3 separate regions of the Mus musculus genome follow, and all the other regions are linked to region 3. A link is a contact called in public promoter capture Hi-C data. All regions are on one chromosome and are shown on one strand. Each heading gives the region's core, a stretch centred on a gene start, on an enhancer-like site or on the middle of the called end of the contact. The rest is flanking DNA. Distances are from core to core; before and after follow the strand shown.

What was found. Promoter capture Hi-C pulls out the DNA fragments that hold promoters and counts their contacts.
Region 1: a promoter capture Hi-C map of pre-B cells shows a contact between it and region 3. The contact joins the promoter of Rhob here to the promoter of Rock2 in region 3.
Region 2: a contact with region 3 is called in a promoter capture Hi-C map of pre-B cells, with 2.7 times the contacts expected there. The contact joins the promoter of Ttc32 here to the promoter of Rock2 in region 3. A contact is called at or near these places in 1 of 39 promoter capture datasets (pre-B cells) and 1 of 484 Hi-C or Micro-C datasets (CD4 T cells).

Annotation. Positions count from the first base shown.
Region 1 is chr12:8,498,436-8,501,378 of GRCm38.p6, reverse strand. It overlaps Rhob (ras homolog family member B), which reads left to right and starts at 1,370. Exons shown (of 1, transcript NM_007483.3): 1 at 1,370-2,943. The coding sequence starts at 1,747. The coding sequence ends at 2,337.
Region 2 is chr12:9,028,739-9,031,657 of GRCm38.p6, reverse strand. Ttc32 (tetratricopeptide repeat domain 32) reads right to left here and starts at 1,661. Exons shown (of 3, transcript NM_029321.2): 1 at 1,462-1,661. The coding sequence starts at 1,601. Wdr35 (WD repeat domain 35) reads right to left here. Exons shown (of 27, transcript NM_001159527.1): 27 at 2,811-2,919.
Region 3 is chr12:16,893,606-16,896,696 of GRCm38.p6, reverse strand. It overlaps Rock2 (Rho-associated coiled-coil containing protein kinase 2), which reads right to left and starts at 1,719. Exons shown (of 33, transcript NM_009072.2): 1 at 1,367-1,719. The coding sequence starts at 1,507.

The DNA.
Region 1 (2,943 bases), core at 121-2,620, 8.4 Mb after region 3:
TTTAGGGCCCAGCATAGTGCTAGGTCTTCATGATGCTCAGGTGGGAGGAAATCCTGGCCCTCGGACAACTCACAGTCCAGAGAGAGAGACAAAGAAATGGGTCATAAGGTCATCATGACATGGTCACTGAGAAAGCTTTCTCTTAGCTGGTACCCCTAGCCTAGCCCTCCATGAGGACCCCACGCAGCAATGTTAAGCCATTTCCCCACTTTCTTTCCTCCTTTTTCTTTGTTCAGTTTCTCTTGGGGGCGGGGTAAGGCCCTCTTTGACGCCCTTTGCAGCTTTCTGTCTTTCCTATTTCTTACAGTGGACTGGCTTAAATCCTTTAAGATAGGAAGAGGTGTCATCTCCTGCAGGAAGTGGTAATTCACGAGTTAAGACCTGGTGTGTATGAAGAAACTCCATCCTCTGTACAGAAACCGTGTGCCCACCGGCAAGTTCCCTGCGAGGCCGCATGCCTGCTTTCCCAGCTTGAAGCTTTTCATCTGCTCCATGAGAGTTGTTGGGATAGATGGGTTTCCTTGCACAGTGTACTTCAAGCAGTTCTCTGGCTTTAGGGCGAGAATCAGATGTAATGTGGTAGGACTGGGTGAAGGTTGCCTGCCCAAGCTGGGTGCTTTCTTTTTCAGCGGAGTGCCCTGCACCTCGCTTTCCTTTGTCCTACAGCTGTGTGTCTCCTAGATTCCTCCCCTTATCTTCTTCACCCGGAGACCTAAGTGTGGGCCTTGAAGAGAAAGCCGAGAGGGGACTCACCCAGGCCCACACAATTTACTGTTAGCCTTTCTCAGTGAAAAGGCTGCCCTGGGTAAGTGTCAGAATTCGGCCCAGAGCACACGAGGGGTTAGTTATCTAAACAAAGTTAAGAAAGAACGAAACCCTTGGCTAGGTAACAAAACCGTGCACCGGTGTCTGTTTAAGTGAAAACAAAACCACGTTAAAGGCGCCGCCCCTCCCCCATGCTTGATCACCCGTAGTTCGCTCGGAAGCTAGATAAAGCTGAAGCCCTGGGAGCAGCCAACGCCCCACAAGAGTGTAGCTCGTCTCGGAACTGCCCACCCAGACCCGGAGGGCTCCAGGCTGCCTGCTCCACGATGTCGCACTCAGAGAGGCTGCGACGAAGGCGGGGACCCGGCGGCCACACAACCCCACGGGGCGGGTCGCCGCGCAGACTCCACAGTCAACGCCTCTCCCAGCCCCGCGGACAGGGCAGTCAATCAAGCTAAGGCGAACCCGCCTTCGGACTGCAGCGGGCGACCAATCGGAGCCAAGCTCCGCAGCGATGAGCTCAGCCCTATGGCTTCCCATTGGGTGGCTATATTAAGAAAGTGGCCGGACTCTTTAAATAGCGGGCGCTAGGGCCGCAGCCCGCATCTGCCACCGCAGTTCGGTTGTCGTCGTCTGCGCCCCTGTACCCTAGGTCTAGAGTGAACCCGCCCCGGGAAAGAAGCTAGGCCGGGTCCGCAGCATCAGCCATCACTTCGCACAAAGCAGCGCAGCTCCGGGACCGCCGAGGACCACAGCGGCGCGGCAGCGGCGCGGCGACACTCAGTGCACCGTATGCCCCTGCGCCCCTGCCGAGGCAACCGGAGCGCCCCGAGAGACCGCGCCGCCGCGGGGTCCAGGTGCAGTTAGCGAGCCTAGCCCGCAGCGCGCAGTCGCGGGAGAGCGGGGAGCGGCAAGCAACAGGGAGCGGGACGGCGGCGAGGCGCTCGCGGGCCCCTCCTGCTGCCCGCGCCCGGCGAGCTCATGGCGGCCATCCGCAAGAAGCTGGTGGTGGTGGGCGACGGCGCGTGCGGCAAGACGTGCCTGCTGATCGTGTTCAGTAAAGACGAATTCCCCGAGGTGTACGTGCCCACCGTGTTCGAGAACTATGTGGCGGACATCGAGGTGGACGGCAAGCAGGTGGAGCTGGCGCTGTGGGACACGGCAGGCCAGGAGGACTACGATCGTTTACGGCCGCTCTCCTATCCGGACACCGACGTCATCCTTATGTGCTTCTCGGTGGACAGCCCGGACTCTCTCGAGAACATCCCCGAGAAGTGGGTGCCCGAGGTAAAGCACTTCTGCCCCAATGTGCCCATCATCCTGGTGGCCAACAAAAAAGACCTGCGCAGCGACGAGCATGTCCGCACGGAGCTGGCCCGCATGAAGCAGGAGCCAGTGCGCACGGATGACGGCCGCGCCATGGCGGTGCGCATCCAAGCCTATGACTACCTCGAGTGCTCGGCCAAGACCAAGGAGGGCGTGCGCGAGGTTTTTGAGACGGCCACGCGCGCCGCGCTGCAGAAGCGCTACGGATCCCAGAATGGCTGCATCAACTGCTGCAAGGTGCTATGAGGGACGCGTCCTGCCTCACGCCCTTGCCAGCGTGGCTCCCCCTCCTTGGCCCGGTCGCCCACGAACCGGGAGAAAGGGAGACCCATGCCCCCAAGGACACCACCAGACTGCCTGACATCTGCTGGTGGCTCTGGCTGGTCACGCTGAGAATTAGCGTGGGCACCGAGCTCCCCCTTCCCAGTGTCTGTGTGTGTCCAGCTGTGTGGCACAGGCCTGGGCACCCTGCTGAGTGCCAAGGGGTTCCTGAGCATCCTTTTCTAAAGAGCCAGGCCTCAAAGTGTGGTTGTGTGTGTGTACGACTCCCTACACCCCACCCGACTCCTGCCCCACCCCCGCCTCTGGTTTCCCCAGGGGCACGCAGAGTGGTTGCGCCCCCAGCAGGTTTGCTTGTAACCAGCAAGCCACTACTGTTGCTCCATGTCTGTAACATAGACCCCTGGAATGGCGGGAGGGGAGGGCTGGGGGGAGGATGGGGCTGTTACATAAATACAGATTTTATTTTCGGAGGCAGAATGGTATTGTTTAGTGGTGTGTGGGGCGACCAGGGCCCAGAGCAGCTCCTTTCCCAGGCTGGGTCAGGCGCCCACCCATCCAAGCATGAACTGG
Region 2 (2,919 bases), core at 412-2,911, 7.9 Mb after region 3:
CAAGGGCAGCCTGGTATGTAGAGGGAGTTTCATGACAGCTGGGGCTACACAAAGAGAGAGAGAGAGAGAGAGAGAGAGAGAGAGAGAGAGAGAGAGAGAGAAATTCCCAGTTTCTCTGTTTCTCTGTGTTCACTCCACACATTACATAAGCGCAACAAAGGCAAATCTTGAAGTAACTAATGCTACATGTGCAGGCATTAGCACAGAAGATAGCCAGGCTGTGAATATCACAAAGAGTAAAAGACTTCACTCTATTACAGTGGAATTGTGAACCTGCAGAGTTGGATCGATTCTCCCGGTTTAACGACCAATTCACAACCAATACAGAGACATTGGGACAAACAATACGGAGGGGCTAAGAGTAAGACTCCCTGATAAGCAGATGTATCAAGAGAGGAGCTGAGACTAGATAATAAATATAGTGAACTGCCAACCTGACCTGCTTCTTCCTGACCCGGCTGACCGGAAACAAAAACCCGGCAGCCTAAAAAGGCTTTTCTACTTTTTTTTCACCAATAGAGCCCCCCACCCCACCCCACCCCCGCTGATGGCTCTGCTATGCTACTACTACACAAGTTCAAAGCTGGATCGGACATGCTTAGGGCTCTGTGCTCAAACTGACCAACCCTCAGTTCCTTAAACCCTCAAAGGAGTGGATCTGCGGGTTCCTGAAATCCTCTTCCGCTTTGCCGAGGGTTTTATCTGTTTGCCCACTCAAGTTTTCTCACCCCTAGGAAACCTTTCCTCATTAGCGGATTCTCTCATAAGCTGTACTTAGTCGTGGCACCCTCCTCCTCCTCCACCACCTCCTCCTCCTCCGCTGCTACCTGCCTGGCTTGAGAGTTTTACTGCCTTTTAATTCCTTAACTGGCAGAAAACAGAATGCAACCAAGACCCCTAAATGTCAAAATTTTTATAATTATCAGATTTTGGCTCGACATACAACCCCGTTTTCTAAAGACTCAAAGCGTAGTGGGAATAGAGGGGTCAGAGTGCACATCTTGATAAGCTGCTCGAACTCAAATATCAAAGTAACAAAGAACTGTACTGGGCAATAAACGTTTCATCGCTGGCTTGATATTCTACAGAAAGGACTCTTGTGATGTTCTAGCGGTGTCACATTAACAACCCTTAACTTCAGGAGTGTGCTGTGACGTCGTGGTAAACACTAACGGGACAGCTGGGTGCAGCGACTGTGCTTAGCTTAAGCGGGTGCTGAACCGGAACCTTCGCGTCCGGAACACAAAGGCGTCGCTGTGGTTCCGAGGACGACCACCTTCCCTGCCCAGAACAGCGGCTTCCTGCCGCCTGGGCCTCTGCGGAGACCAAGGCGTCCCCTCCCCGAAGGACAGGGCTCGGAGGGGATCTTTTCTGGGGAAACCAAGCGGCAGCCCAGGACTCCGCGGTCCGCGCGTGGCTCGGGGACCACCCACGCGCCCAGCCCGCTCTCGCGATAGTTACCTCCCGTGACGCGCGCACTGGCCAATGAAGGCGGAGTACAGCTCCCGGGCCTCGGCAAACTCGCCCCTGGAGAAGCGAGCCTGCGCCGTGGCCAGGGCGGCCGAGCTCTCTCCGCCCTCTCGGCCTGGCCGCAAGGCCATGACCGCCTCACCCGGGTGGAAGCGGAACCACAGCTACCGCTCACGGGACTTCGTTGGCTAAAGGAAAAGGACGTTTGTCCTGTTTGAAGACCCGTAGTATCGCGAGACAACTGGTAGCGCCTGACGCCGTTCGCGGGAAATTAAGAGAATTTAAATCTTTGTGACATGTGTATACATAATTAGATTAGATTAGATTAGATTAGATTAGATTAGATTAGATTAGATTAGATTAGATTAGATTAGATTAGATTAGATTAGATTAGATTAGATTAGATTAGATGGATGATAGATAGACAGACAGACAGTGCCCATGGCCGGGCGGTGGTGGTGCGCATATATCCAGGCAGAATGCTGTATACATAGTAAATAAAGAAGTCTTTAAAAAATTTTTTTTTAGAAAATAATTATAGAAGCAGACAGTAGAGGGCAACATAATATTGCTGTTTTCATTTTAGATACCCAAAATAAGCGTCTAGAGCTATGGCAACAGAGTTAATATTCTGTTACTTTGAAACAAATTTGTCCATGTTTCTGAGTGTGAACTTTCTGTAGTCTCTATGGTAACAATTCTCTGCCACTTCAGTCACTGTATATTTTCCTAAAAAGACTTAGCTTTTTCTCCCATGTGATATATATTCTGTGTATGTCTCTGTGTGTGTCCGAGGATGTGTCTGTGGATGTGAAGACAATGCAAATGCCACATTTCCCTACATTATAGTGGAAGGAAACATGGGATAAACGTCCTTTTTTCCCTTCAGAATTTGTTTTCATGTTTATTTCAAATAATGTCTCAGAAAAACTTTTGATCTGAGCTCTGAGAATAAAGAAAAGTGATTTGTTTTGTTTTTTCGAGACACGGTTTCTCTGTGTAGCCCTGGCTGTCCTGGAACCCACTCTGTAGACTAGGCTGGCCTCGAACTCAGAAATCTCCCTGCCTCTGCCTCCCAAGTGCTGGGATTAAAAGCATGTGCCACCACTGCCCGGTCAGAAAAGTGATCTTAAAGTACATTTCAGCAAAATATAATGAGCTGTGTATGGCAGATGAGAGAGGTCGGCAGTGCCTGTGCAGGTACACTGCTTACCAGAATGCTGGGACCGGCCACATTAGTGCATGCTGTGGCTGCTGGGGTCACATTTAGGCCACTAGAGTACTCTGAACCATGGCATAGCTCGGGATAAGCTTGATGATAACTACAGCATTACTCAAAATCAGTTAATTCATGTTTATTACAAAGAAAAGAGACCAAATGCTTCCTCTTGAATGAGGCTTGTAGTCTTTAAAACTTCAAATAATAAAAAGTCTTAAAATGCCATTTCC
Region 3 (3,091 bases), core at 470-2,969:
AAAACATTTCTATCTGGGATTGAAAATGATCCTGGTGAATACTTGAGATTTACAGAGACTATTTTTAACTGAACTTTCTGGCCTAGGATCAAAGTTTTGCTAGCAAAATACCAAAGTGAAAATCCTGGCAGTGACACCAGAGAAGCTTTGCTTTATCTACAAAAAGGCTATGAACTCCAAGCAATCCTGCTCTGAAGACTTCCAAAATACGTCCCACAAGAACACAGGAACCCACTACCAAACAAAAACACTCCCCCCGCCCCCAAAAGTCAAAATCTCTATATTTACACATCCTATAGAGCGATACCCACACTCTAGTCAGTTCCTGCGCTGTGGCCAAACAGAACTGAGTCACTCTGCAAATGATTCCAGAAACCTCAAAGGATAACCAACGGCCTCAGAAGAAAAGTTAGTCAGTGGAAAGGGAGGAGACAGTTTTTCTCATCACAGAGTCACTAGGCTTCTCCTAGCAGAGCTCAGGTCTGACATGCTTTTTGGCACAGAATGCCTGATCACCCACCCTAAGTCTAGACCTCCAAAGCTAATAGCCGGAGTATCTTTTTTTTTTCCGACTTCTCCTCAGGGTACACGTTCACACCACTTTTTCCCATAAATGCAACTCTAGGTGCACACTAATCAAATTCGTTTGCCAAGCATAATCGCTTCCCTCAACACGACCAGAAGTATACCAGCATTCTACATGGCATTTATTGTAAATCGTGTTCTTTTCTTAACCGAGCTCCAGTTAGCTGCCTTTTCCAAGGCTCTTAATTTGGATTTTGAATGCTATGGGAAAGACAAGATGAAGGGGAGAGATTTATCCCATTCTACAATTCAGACTCATTTCTTGGCTTCAGAGCAACAATCTCCGGAAATTTAATTTACATAAATTCAAATGTACTAAATAGCTACTATGGAATGTCCAAGAGCAACTGAAAGCAGCAAACTTGAGCTAGCTGTGCGTTCCCAGCTTCCTGACGAGCTCTTTGTCGTGTGCCCCCGGTGGTACTCCCAATAGGAAGAGCGTCGGGTTTCTTTCTCCCTGGGTTTTCACCCTAGCTCCCACACTGCGTGACACTTTCAAATTGGGTAGCCCAGTGTAGGAAGCACAGCCAATCCTCCACCTTTCCGCCCCAAACCAACTGGGTAGGCGGGAAGGAGACCAGGGGTGTTTCCTCCCTGCGCGCTCCAAGAACGGGGGCGGCCGAGATGACACTCGCTCGGCAGGGAGGTGGACCCGAGAATCCCAGGTGGGGTCTCCACTCTGGAACCTGGGTCTCCAGCTCCCCGGGCAGCCGGAAGCGGGGCGGGTGGGCCGAGGGGGGACCAGGCAGGGCGGGGAGTTCCCTCCCTAGCCCGCACCTACCAGCAGACTCTCCACGTTGATGGGCGAGCGAGGGTCTCGGATGAGCGCCTCCAGCTTCCTCTGACGGCCGGCGCCCGCCCCGTCCCCCGGCGCGGTCTCGGGGGCGCCGGGCATTTTCCCCGTCGGCGGGGGCCGGCTCATGCCGCTTCGCCGGGCCTAGCGCCGCCCGCGGAACCTCCGCCCCGGCACGCCGCGCGCCGCTGTCTGAGGAGCCGCCCGGCCCGGCCGGGAGCAGCGAGGCACACGGCGTCCCCGCCCCTCAGCCGCACGCGCGCCGCCCGGCCCGTAGCGAGCTCGCCAGGACCCGGCGGGCGGGAGCGGGGAAGGGGCGCCCGCGCCGCACCACCCCGCCCTCGGGGCTCAGGCCGCTAGGGCCGTCGCCCGTCCACCCGCATATCGCCGCCGGCCGCCTCGCGCGCCCACACGCCCGCTCCCCTCACACGCAGTCGGAGCCGCGTCCCTACTCGGCCGCGCGCCGCCGCTACCCACAAGCCCCTCCGCCCGCGGTCGGCTGCGCGCGGCCCGGCCCCGCCCCGCCCACCCCGGCGCGGCCCCGCGGCACGCCCCGCCCCTGGCCTCCGGCCACGCCCCGCCACCGGGCTGAGCAGCCAGGCTTCTTTTCCGTTCCCGCCGCCTGGCTAGTCTCCCTGCCTCGTCGGGCCGGTTCGCGGGACTGGGAGGCGGGACGGATGGCAGCGCGGTGCCCCGTGGTCCCCGTCGTGTGTCCCACGTCGCCGGCCGGACCCAGAGGCCTAGTTGACGTCCGCGCCCCCCGCCCGCTGTGTCCCGCTGACTCAGCGCGCAGCTATGCAAGCCGCGCCGAACTGCTGCGCCCCGGGTCAGCGCCCTTCCCAGGCCTGGTGCGCCTGAGGCCTGCGCCTGGGGCTCCCAGGGGGCGGGGAGGCCGCGCCCCTAGCCCGCGCTAAGAGTGTGGGACTCGTTTGAATCCTGTTGAGTCCCGGAGCTGGGAGGCCTGGAGGAGTTGTTTCTGCCTCCGGGTCATAAATCCTAAACTCTCAGAAACCTTTGTGCCCTTCCCTGACCAAGGTGCCCGCCTGGCCTTAGACCTTAGACACTGGCCAGGCGGAGGGAACAGGAGGCAATAAGGAAGCGCTTCTGCATCCGCGGGGCCCTTGCTTTTGGAGAGTGAAAGAGAGGGGCTGCTTCTCCGCATTCCTGCCCTCTCCTTGCCCCCTAGCCATTGGTCAGATCCTCTCAGGGCGCAATCGGAAAACTATGTGCCAAGAGCTATAAAACTGTTCACAGAGCCCCTTTGACCCAGTAAGGCCATTTAAGGAAGTCCAAGTGTAAGGAAATGATCCGAAAAGAGGAGGACTTTGCGTGGAGATGTTTACAGCAGGGCTATTCAGAATGTTCGCAATGACCAAAACCCTGGGAGTGGACCCAATCTTCCAGCAGCTGAATAATCCAAACAAGCTCTTGTCATATTCACGGGAAGAATCCTACGGGTATTGCAAGCCGGTTGAGACTAGGGAAAATTTACCGGAAGTGAAAAAATGCAAAGGGGATTATGAACACTTTGAAATGAGCAGCTAAACAAGTGAGAGAACACACTTGCTCCTAACTGAATGGGATTTTCCCCCCACTTCTAAAGATGTCAAGTAGGGTGGTGGCCTCATAGGTCTTTAATGCCAGCTCTGGGGAGAGACAGAGGCAGGAGGGTTTGAGGCTAACCTAAGTCTAGAGAATGAGTCCCAGGACAAC